Linked DNA regions of Macaca mulatta: region 1 is linked to region 2. A link is a contact called in public Hi-C data. All regions are on one chromosome and are shown on one strand. Each heading gives the region's core, a stretch centred on a gene start, on an enhancer-like site or on the middle of the called end of the contact. The rest is flanking DNA. Distances are from core to core; before and after follow the strand shown. Region 1 holds the start of SIX1 (SIX homeobox 1). Region 2 holds the start of SIX6 (SIX homeobox 6).

Region 1 (5,897 bases), core at 2,362-4,861, 160 kb before region 2:
TGTTCAGAAATAAGCTGAGGAGGCCCGCCTGCTCCCCTCCGCCAGGCAGAGAGAGGCAGGGAGGGAGGCGGGGGCCGCGCGGATCCGGTGTCACGTTGCAGATTCCCACTAAAGATAACGAAACGTGATCTATTTTTCAGAACAGCAAGTGGATGGGAAAGAACCTTGACAACACAAAACTCATTTACTAATGGACTGGTTTTGGGTTTCTCTTCTCTGAGTCCGCAAATCTCTCTGCCTGAGCCCCAGGCCTATTCAGACCTCGTGGAGAGCGGCGTCCCCCAGGAACAGGTGGGCTGCTGCTCCGGCGCCACGCCGGCCGTCAGAGTCGGAGTTCCCAAGGGTCGAGGGCACCCGGAGTTTCCGACTAAGCACAAGAAAAATAATTTTGGCACTTCAGCCCGGATTTGGGGAGTCTCCGCACTGCCCCAGAGCGATGACACGAATTTATTGAAGAAACACCTCTCTGTGCCCTCCCTTTCCAAATATTTGTAGGTAGAGTAGGATCCTCACCGTCGTTCTGGATGGTGAAAGAATTACAACAAAGCTGCCCGGGAGCCCCAAAGTATCTTGCTCCAAGCCAGAAGGGAAACAAGTAGGTCCCAGCTAGGAGTGTTTGCATCAAGGCCTATGTGAACCCAGCTGAGAAACCCTAGCAACTGCTAATGCTGTCCCATTGAATGCTTTTTTGTCGACTAATTATGCGCACGCGGCCGTTACCTGCACAGAGGAGGCACTGGAGAGCCGAAACCTAGCATCGGGCGCTCCTTGCCAGCGGTGTTCTCTCCCAAGCCGCGCTGCGGCGAGGGCAGCAGCCGCTGGCTAGAGTTGCTTGTTTCCTTTAAATCTCCAACGCATCTCTGCTTTTCGTGCGATTTGCATTGACAGCAAAGGTTTTATGTTACCAGAACAACTCAAACCTTTCTGCGTGCGATTTTAAATGGATCATTTGGTTTAGGTGGTTTGTAAATTCATGTCATTTTATCTTTTTTAGTGATTTTCAGTAAAAGATTCCATTTGGGAAACCTTATATATCCGAGCCAATAATTAACATTTATAACAATTGGTTCCCCTAACCGAGGGATCGAAATAGCAGGTAGACTCCTTGGTATAAAGCGCAGAGCACTTTCCATTTCCAGTTACTCGATCTATTGGATTAAGCGGGAGGAAAAATGTTGGCGGGCCCAGTCACGGCCTCCGAGGAAGAGCACCTCTTCTCTTCTACCCGGGTTCCCGCAATCACAGCTTCTACACGTCGTTTTCCCAGTTGACGGCAATATATAGTACGTCCTGGTTCCTTTTGAAGACAAGTAAAAAGAAATAGGCAGGTAGGTCTGGAGGAAGCCGGGGTGGGGTGGGGGGGAAGGTGGTCCTATTCGTGTCTAATTGCCATCTCTCTGCTCTCTGTCATCCTCTGTAAATGTATACCTGCCCTTATTTGTCCAGGCTATGCCTCATTTCCTTATACAGAATTGTTAATTACAAATCAGACCTCATACTCAACATACTGTTTGTCTTTCAAGAGACGTGGTTGTGCTTAAAGACCCTCCCCTCCTTGTAATTGTGCGCACTTGCTCCAGACTTTAGGGTATTAACTGATTTTTTAGAGCCGGGTTTAAGCCTCCGTTCCGGTCCTCACACAGCTGCCATGTCAATAAGGACTGTTTCAAGCAGAGACATTCCTTCTGGGAGGACACTGCAGCTCCTTAAGACTTCATGTGAAACATCATAAGCACTAAAATGAGACAGTGAGGGGAAATTACCAGAGGTGGCTCTGGGTTTAACAGTGCCAGGCTTCCAGTTTAGAAAGTCATTGGGCATACTATATGGCAGAGGCTCTTTTGAAAGAATGCACACCCATTAAATGCATTTTTTTTAAAAGCCTAAGGTAATGAAATATAAGCATCTGCTTCCAAGATCTAATTGCATGGAATAAGCAAGAGTTTCCAGGATGCAGAAAGCATTATGTTCAGCAGAGAAGCAGCTTCCTGTCTACTTGGAATCTCCCATGTGGCAACCCTGAGGTGGGAACCCTATATGAGTTTAGAATGTATGTTGCAGGGTGCACTGTACTGGGTGCATCATTTTAAAACCATATTAATAATAAAAGGGGAAACCCAGACACTGCTTCTCCTTCTCCCACTTGCATCTCAATATGCAGAAGGTTCTGTGGTGCTGGGCTCTTTGACTAAAGGAATCAAAACATATTTAAAGAAGACAAGCTAGTTTAAGGAGCCTACAGTTTGTTCTTCACCACTCACTAAGAGGGCACATTGAAATCAAAAGCATTTTTGAAGTGTACTTAGAATTCTGTTTTGAACTTATCTAATCAGAGATAAGTATAGTCATAAAGTCACTCTCCTTCCACCATTTGGCTTCCCTTATCTCCACGCATTGTTCTTATCTCCTGCTGGTCTCAGCTACCGACAATAGATTATCTTTGTTTAGAGAGGCTAATTGTCTTCAAAATCTTTTTAATAATTGCTTTGGAACCAGGTGTGCAAATGAGGCTTAAGATAATTACAACTTCATTTGTTTGTGCAGTTTTACTAAGCATTCTCCACACATAAACAAAACAGCAGATGATGGGACTTAAATTGCAGTACATCTCTCATTCCTTGGCAGCAAAATAGGCCAGCATTGCAACACACACACACACACACACACACACACACACACACACACACACCCCTCTTTATTTAATCTTCTTGGAGCCGCTGTCGTCCTCGCTTTGAGGGCAGTGTCCCTCTCAGAGCAGGGTAAGGATTATGTTACAACCGGACGGTTATTGGAGCCGGGCACAATTTTATTTAATTTACACCACATCCAGCGCCTTTCGTACGAGGTTCCCAAAGCATTTTTTGCTAATAGCAAGTAAAGCTTCTCGGCATTCCTCAGTAGCAGAAGTGGCATTGGAAAACGCAACAGCACAGATGGGGGAAATTGAGTCTAGAAGCTTCAGGAACCTGCTGGTTTCAACCGCAGAACATTAAGATACCAAATCACAAATGAACGCTCGGAGTCTCTAGGTGCTCAGCAAGTATGCCCGAAACACCTCTTTGCCTGGTCTCAAATCATGGACGTCCTTTGTGAATGAGGGAAACGCTGTCCGACTGGGAGTACTTGTGCCCTTTGGAGGGTGGTGTGCGGCAGCTGGGGGAGGACAGTGGGAGTTGGTGGGGGGAGGGGGAAGGAAATAGGGTTGGCTTCTCGAGCTGAAGCCAACCCGAAGAGAAGCCACTGCTCCAGAGGCTGCATGCGGAGACCCAGGTCTGCTCTTGAATTATTTATCGCGTTCCATAAGCTATTCATCAATCCATTATTTATTCATTCCAACATTAAAGTAATTAAATATGAGCTCACCGGGAAAGGGCAAGTTTGTAAGGGATGAAAGCAAGAGTACGGAGGGAGAGGGGAGGAATTAAGGTTTGGAGTAATTGATTTGTGCGGAGTTTTGCGCGACTCCCCTTAGGTGATACTGGTGACGGGTCCCGCGCTGCAGGGTCCTGACGCGCTCACCCACTCTCTATCTCCCCACACCTCCGCAGCGCAGCTCCCTCAGACCCCAACTGGCTTCCCACCTTTCCTCTTCCTTCTCCTCCCACCACTCCCTCCCTGCGCAGCCCCGGCAACACCCCCAACCCCCAGCTCCTCAGCCTCGCCCTCCCCGCGCTGGGCGGTGCGGCCTCGATGGGCGGTGCGGCCTCTCTGCCCAGCCGGGCGGCGCGCTGGCTGGCCAGCCCGGGATAGGCGCCGCCCGCAGCCAATCAGCGTGCCGGGGACGCTGCGAGCTTTAAGGCCGCTGCGGGGAGAACAGAAACCAAGTTCCCCGGCAACTAGCAGCATCCACCGGGCGGGAGGTCGGAGGCAGCAAGGCCCTAAAGGCTACTGAGTGCGCCGGCGGTTCCATGTTCAGAGCGTACCCTACTCCTCCGCCTTCTCTTGCTTGGCTGCCCACCTCCAAGTTCTGACTCGGGTTTTCGCCTTTGCAAAGCCTAAGGAGGAGGTTAGGAACAGCCGCGCCCCCTCCCTGCGGCCGCCGCCCCCTGCCTCTCGGCTCTGCTCCCTGCCGCGTGCGCCTGGGCCCTGCGCCCCGGCAGGCCCCAGCCATGTCGATGCTGCCGTCGTTTGGCTTTACGCAGGAGCAAGTGGCATGCGTGTGCGAGGTTCTGCAGCAAGGCGGAAACCTGGAGCGCCTGGGTAGGTTCCTGTGGTCACTGCCCGCCTGCGACCACCTGCACAAGAACGAGAGCGTGCTCAAGGCCAAGGCGGTGGTCGCCTTCCACCGCGGCAACTTCCGTGAGCTCTACAAGATCCTGGAGAGCCACCAGTTCTCGCCTCACAACCACCCCAAACTGCAGCAACTGTGGCTGAAGGCGCATTATGTGGAGGCCGAGAAGCTGCGCGGCCGACCCCTGGGCGCCGTGGGCAAATATCGGGTGCGCCGAAAATTTCCACTGCCGCGCACCATCTGGGACGGCGAGGAGACCAGCTACTGCTTCAAGGAGAAGTCGAGGGGTGTCCTGCGGGAGTGGTACGCTCACAATCCCTACCCCTCGCCGCGCGAGAAGCGGGAGCTGGCCGAAGCTACCGGCCTCACCACCACGCAGGTCAGCAACTGGTTTAAGAACCGGAGGCAAAGAGACCGGGCCGCGGAGGCCAAGGAAAGGTACGCGGCGTGCTTCCCGCGACTCGGGCGACCCCAGGAAGCCTTCCTTTCCCCTTCGCCCCCTCCCGCCCCCGCAGGCACCAGCCACCAAGTCCTCCTGGCCGGCCGAAGCCCGTCCACGGGGCGGCGCGCAGGCCTCCGCAGCGCTGCAGAGAAAGTTCATGAACTCTGAGGTTCCTTGCTAAGAATGGGGCCTCATTTGCTTTGAGCACCCGCGCGTGGGTTTCTCTGGGATGTGAGTTTCGGGAAATATTGGCGCTAGGTTTGGTTTTCATGCCTCCCTGGCTGGCCGCGGCTTGGAGTGGTGGGTGGAGAGTGAGTTTCTAAATCAACGGGCAATGAAGTGTTGATTGGCGTCGCAAGGAAAGGAGTTCGGTGGGAGCTGAGGTTAGCGAACCTCTCTCCTCTTCGCTCCCCAGAGGGGTGAAGCTGGTCTGAGACATTGGCTCTGCCCCCACTCCTTGCGGGTTCTCCACCGCTCGCTCTCGATAGTCTTTTGGATTAGGGGTCGCCTGCTTCATTTCTCAGTAGCTGGACAAAGGGCGGGGTCTTTTAAAAACACACCAAAAAGAGAGCTCTGGAGAGAGTTGGCGCTGCATTTACTCCCCGGCGCCCCAAATTAAGAAAGGGTTGATCCTCGTCGTGCTCGCTCGCGCGTGGCCCGGCACTGCAGCCCGTCGGTCTGGCTGAACGCGCTGCCTGCCCAGACGAGGAAAGGGTCTCCATTCGCAGCCTTCTCTCGCACTGGAGCTCATAAGGCAATGTTTTCAAAATTGGTCTCTACCTTCCCCCACCTCAGGGCAACACCTTCGGCCACCTGGCCAGGCTCCTTCTGTTCTCTGTAGAGTTTCCGACAGAGATTCGGAAGAACGGTGGGGAGGTGGCTGTGGCGGGGAGAGCGCTCTGCGAAGCCAAAGAGTTGGGGGGAAATCTGAGCGCAGGGGCCGCTTAGGTTTTCCTTTGTTCGCTTCCAAGACTGGGGGCGGAAGATCTTGCTTCCTTTCTTGCTTAGTGGAAAACCAGAGCCAGGATAAATTCTGCTGAAATGGGCTTGCCGGGAGACAGAGACTGTGAGGATAAGGGGAAAGAAAGGAGGAGACAGGCGCGAGGAGTCGGGAGGACCCGCGAGCACTCGGAAGGCGGAAGCGGCAAGGGAAGCGAATCCTGAAGTTAACCGGCACCGAGTGCCGGGACTGACGCCCCAGAGCGCGGCGCCCGCTGGCAGCCT
Region 2 (5,443 bases), core at 2,232-4,731:
GCCATTACGAGGACAATGGGGCCCTTGATGACTTGTTCTATGCTTACTTCGGAGATTAGGTTTTTAAAATGCCAGTTATTTCTACAGCCTTGTTTTACCCTCAATATGTGACATGATTACATCCTTTCCCCCATCTCAGTATCCCTCTTGTTAAAAACCATTCATTTCATTAAAACCCAATTCTGCAGCAAGAAGATGTTAGTCTAATTATATACAACCTCTCCTGTCATCTTTTGTCTTATTTTAGTAATAGGTCAATCCTAAATGCAGTATATGCTCACTGTAGCATGATCATGGGTGCCTGCTGCTATTGTATGGAAGGGGGCCTCAAAGGAGGTAGAAAGCCTTTCTTGTTGCAGAGTCTGAGTCAGGATAGTTTTGCATTTTTAGAAAATAGGACTCATTTATTGAGTTCCAGAGTTTGGCTTCCTAAATTGCTCCTGAAAGCTGTTGATACTTCATATAAACGAGTGTCAAGTGGACATGCCATAATTACCTGTGCTGGGGATGCGGGGACTTGCCTTAGAGAGGACGCTCACATGTTGCCAATTTTTAGCCTTAAATATATCATGTGTATGCATACATACATATGTGTTTGTATAGGTGCATACATATATACACATACATGTAATTTGATGTGGGAGGTGGTTATGGACCTACCATAGGTTGTTTAAAACATACACCAGGAAGCACCAAAGAAGGCAAAAGATATATAGATAAGACCTTCGGGAGACCATTTGCTCAAGGGTCCCTGCATGCCTGGTGAAGGGAATGATCTTTATAATAATAATAATACTAATAATAAAAGGAATCTGAGAGCAGCTCCCTTAATTAAGAAGGTTGCCCACTAGGTTGTTTTATTGTTTGGCTTCTCCACACAGAACCCATCAGCACCAGCCTGCATGTTTAGAAACAGCAAGTTCCCCAAGCTACAGAGAAACCTACCATGGTGGTCTCTTAAATAAGTAAATAAACAGCATATATATGTTTTGTTAAAAAAAAAACTTTAAAGCAAAAGTTATACATATATAACAGCGTCCTTTCGACGTGAAATACCCATGGGAGAATCTGGGCAGGCGCTCAGCTTGCAGTTCGGTTCCGAAGGCGACTTTGCAGCAAAATCCTTAGGACAAAGCAAAGCGAGAAGAACGTGGTGCTGGGTCAGGCCTCACCGCGGGTTCCCGTGGTCGCGGCCAAAGAGCGCCAGTGGAGCCAGGCTGTCCGCGGTGTGGGGCCGGAAATGGCAAACCCGAGCGCGCGGGTCCCTGGTCATCTGGCTTCTCTGGCGCTGGATTTGCAGGTCTCTCATCTTCTTTACCTCTTCCATTTTGTTTTTCTCGTTTTTACACTGGAATCTGCTTCTTAGCATCCTGGATGGGCAACTCAGATGTCGCACTCGCTGTCGCTGGACGTGATGGAGATGGCTGAAGTGGCCGCCTTGCTGGATAGACTGGCGGCCGGGCTGGCGGCGACGCCGAGCACCTCTGACGCGCCGTCGCCCTCCGCCCGTAGTGCCCGCCCGGAACCCTGTGACAGGACCTGCTGCTGGAGTCTACGGGGAAGAAAGGGAACACGGGTCACAGCTCGTAACACAGCCGCCCGTCGCCCGCCCCCACCACCTCCTGTGTCCCTCCAGCCCGGCGGCCAGAGGCTCTTCCGTAGACCCGAGCAGTTAAGGCGAGGATTTCCCGGCAAGGCGTTAGAGGTCGGGCAGGAGTCCGCGGCCGCCCCTCCGCGGGCCCCTACTGTTGTGCCCCACCATCATTCGCGCCCTTTCTCAGCGCCCCAGCTCCCAGGTCTTTGGTATACTGGGCTTGCAGGGTCCTCCCCATTTGTTGTCCACCTTTGGGAGATAAACAGGACTGTCAGGAAATAAACGAAGCGTGGGTGACAAGGACAAATCGGTCCCGGGGACATGGGATTCCATTTCTAATGGTGCGTCTGCCTGGGGCGTACGCCTGAGTCAGTGCTCCCGCGATCGCGTTGGATCGGGTCGGCCCGACCTAAAGGGAAAAAGGATTGTAAGAAGCATTTGGGCCTGGGGGATGAGGCTGTGCTCTTCCGCAAAATGTTTGGCTCATCGAGATCCACACTCCGGGAAATGAAAAGCCTCGGCCCATCGACTAGTTTGCTGTTTTGAGACAAGGGTGGCAGGCAGCGCATGGGAAGAGGAAAACTCGACTTCCTATTTCTCAAAAGTGCATTGAAAACTGTTTTCAAAGCATTACGGAGGGATGCACCTGGGCTTTGAAAATGATAATTAACATGAAACCGACACACTGCTAATAAGTCAGGCTTCCATTAATAGTAGGAGCCTGTGCCCAGGCTAACAAGAATTAGCTTTGGGTCTTGGGGTCTCTAATTGTAGGATTTTAATTTTTGTTTCTCTTCCCCTCTCCGTCCCAGTGAAGCCTTGGTTTGGTGACCGGGACCAGCTGCTGCAGCTGCCCGGAGGCGTGGAGAACCAGTGGGTGGGGAAGCAGAGCCGGGAAGGGAACTCCAGAAACCCAGAACGCAAGTGGTCTCTTAACCCGAGACAGACCGCGCTCCCAACTCCTGCTGAATTGGAGTCGCCAGGGACTGGGTAACGGCGCCAGAGGTGCCTCCACCCGCCTCCTCCCCGGTGCGCCCAAATCGCGGAGGCCTGTAGGTACCGACCTGTTCTTGGCTGCAGCCGCTCGGTCCCTTTGTCGGCGGTTTTTGAACCAGTTGCCCACCTGCGTGGGAGTCAGTCCGGTTGCCTGGGCGAGCTCACGCTTTTTGCTGGGGTTAGGGTATGGATCCTGCAGGTACCACTCGCGTAGCAGGTGCCGCGTGCGCTCCTTGAAGCAGTGTGTCTTCTGTTCGCCGTCCCAAATGGTGCGCGGCAGCGGGAACTTCTTCCTTACTCGGTACTTGTCCACCGGCCCCAGGGGCCTTCCACGCAACTTCTCAGCCTCCTGATAGTGTGCTTCAAGCCAGAGCGCCTGCAGCTTGGCGTGCGACTCCTTGGTGAACTTGTGGTTTTCCAGGATATGGTAGAGCTCGCGGTAGTTGCCACCGTGAAAGGCCACGATAGCTCGTGCGCGCAGCACCGACTCATTCTTGTTGAGGGCCTCGCAGGCCGCAGGGGCCACGGGCAGCGACCAGAGGAAGCGACCCAGGCGCTCCACATCGCCGCTCTCTTCCAGGGTCTCGCATACCCCGGCCACTTGCTGGGGGCTGAAATTCAAGATGGGTAGCTGGAACATCGAGGCAGCTCCGGCAGCGGCGAGGGCACTGAGCCCGGAGCGGGACACGCAGCAGATGCCCGCGGGCCTGGCTGAGTGCGCCAGGCTCTTGTCGATGAGGCGGATTGGGGCAGCGGGGACACACGACTGGTGGCGGCGGTGGCGCAACGGCCGGGAGCGGGCGGCCCTGACTGGAGGAGGTGCTGGCTCCTCGGCTCCAGGTTCGGGCTCGGCTCGGCTCAAGCACGCGGGCAGGAGAGCTGGCTCCGCTACTGGGGTGGGCGGATTGACGGCGCGGGCGCCATGGAGACCCCTTGTCAGTCACCGGCTGGCTCTGCCAATCAAAGCTTGGACCAGCAAGCCACGACTGTTTCAGCACCTCCCCGTGCTCGACAGCGCCCGCCGTTAGTCCCTGGACTTTTCCTCAGTATTTTGCAGAACCTGGAGGTTGAAAAGACATGCGAGTGTCTGGGAGAAAAAGAGAGGCGAGTGCGGCAGAATTCACTCTTCTTCCCTCCCCCACCCCACTCTACCCCTCCCTCCCCTTTCCCACCAAAGAAGCAGTGATGCTACAGGAATTCAGGAATTCACTTTGGGGCGATGCGTTGTCTCGGTCGAGAGGTCTCCAGAGGACAAAGAGGACTGAGCCAAACTGAAATGCTCCGAGAATTCGCAAGTTTAGTTGTAGCAAAACAGCAAACCTTGCGGTGGGAGCAGGAAGCAGGTGAGGGGAAGCGATCTTCTCATTTTTTCCCAAGTACCCATCTCTACATGCCTCCCTCTTCCCGTTTCCAGTTGCCAAAGCAGCTGAGTGGGAAGCAAATCTGGAGCAGCAGGAACAGGACCAGGGATCTGTAGAAGAGGTCAGTTTGAACTCTAGCCTTATTCCCTTCAAAGCCCACTAAAATTTTAAATGAGAACAAGGACATGTTCACGTCTGATAACGCAGATGCAGACCACGAAGTCAGACACTTTAAGAAAAGAAGGGTGGGCTCTAGGGACCTCCAAATAAAGAGGATAAATATACTTTCTCCCCCTCCCCCAGTTTAATGGGCTTGAACAAATGTGCAGTATAGCCACATCTAGAGCTGAGAAGTCATTGGTAGGTCAGGACAGCAACTTAAAAGCTTATTTCCGATATCTTTTAAAAAATATCGACTTAACTCCTTTCCTTGCAGGCTTATTTTGCCCCTACCTTGTGTTAGAACATATACCTCTTGAGCTGGGGATAACAATTCTAACCTTGGCATTTTAGCCCAAAAGCAATTCAGTAAAAATACAATACAGAAAGGAATCCACTACAATGCGGGGGCCTAGAAAGCGCTTCTTAAGCCTCTGAGCACTGACCCCTCCTGTAGTGAGGAAGGAGTGACTTGGTGTCTCTGACTTTGGGCTAGTAGAGTGAATTGGCAACTTTTATTGATTCCCAATTGGCAGTCCACATCGTACCATTTTCTGAGGCCTGGGTCAAAGAAACCATGATCTCATCCGGTCCTGTGGTAAGGGTTTGTTTAGTCTGAAAAAAATAACTGGTAGGGGGCTGTATAACAAAAACGCCAGGAAAACAGTTTTGGGGAGGTCCATCCCTAGACAGAAATGAGATGAGAATGTTCACCGCCGAACTGGACTGGGCCCGACTGTCTTTTCTTTAGTATCAAGTACAATTTGTATGCGGCTTGTACAGATCTGGTAAATCAGAAGGCAGATAGATAGCACAGATGGTTGGAGGTGTCGGGTCAGATCACGCCACGCCTGAGTGCAGGGCAAAGCTCGTTCTGACGGAAAACCCTGATATTATTTTCACAGATCTTCACAGTTCACTCTAAAAAAATAGCAGAGGGGAAGAAAAAAGCCCTGAAACCATTTACATCATTTCTGTGAGATTGCCAACCGCCTCAACGGAGAGGCTTTCTTTTCTAAGAGTTCATTTTCTTGAAATACGACAGGGCAGGGGCAAAACAAAGAGGGCGATGAAGATAATGACAAAGCATAAACCTTATTTCCCTTGGAGCGACTTTTGAATCAGCTGGCAGGACAACTTTTAAAAAGAAACATCGCGTACAAGGGCCCCGAACATGCAGGCGGAGGAGAATCCGTGGTGCAGAAAATGAGGGCCTGGGAGGGGGCCGGGCAGGGATGAAGCCGGACCCGGGAGGGCTGCGATCCCGGAGCTTCTGGCCAGGGAAGGAAAGCACCCCCTTGCTCCAGTTTGCAGAGGTTTATTTTCCCTCTCG

What was found. Hi-C and Micro-C count contacts between places; a contact is called where the count stands out from the background.
Region 1: a contact with region 2 is called in a Hi-C map of fetal cortex germinal zone, with 3 times the contacts expected there. The contact joins the promoter of SIX1 here to the promoter of SIX6 in region 2. A contact is called at or near these places in 2 of 14 Hi-C or Micro-C datasets (fetal cortex germinal zone and fetal cortical plate).

What each region holds. Positions count from the first base shown.
Region 1 is chr7:133,780,729-133,786,625 of T2T-MMU8v2.0, reverse strand. It overlaps SIX1 (SIX homeobox 1), which reads left to right and starts at 3,611. Exons shown (of 2, transcript XM_001096585.5): 1 at 3,611-4,669. The coding sequence starts at 4,110. LOC144330267 (a long non-coding RNA gene) reads right to left here and starts at 1,326. Exons shown (of 2, transcript XR_013396292.1): 1 at 1-1,326.
Region 2 is chr7:133,623,837-133,629,279 of T2T-MMU8v2.0, reverse strand. SIX6 (SIX homeobox 6) reads right to left here and starts at 3,481. Exons shown (of 2, transcript XM_015143827.3): 1 at 2,659-3,481; 2 at 1-1,552. The coding sequence starts at 3,230. The coding sequence ends at 1,384.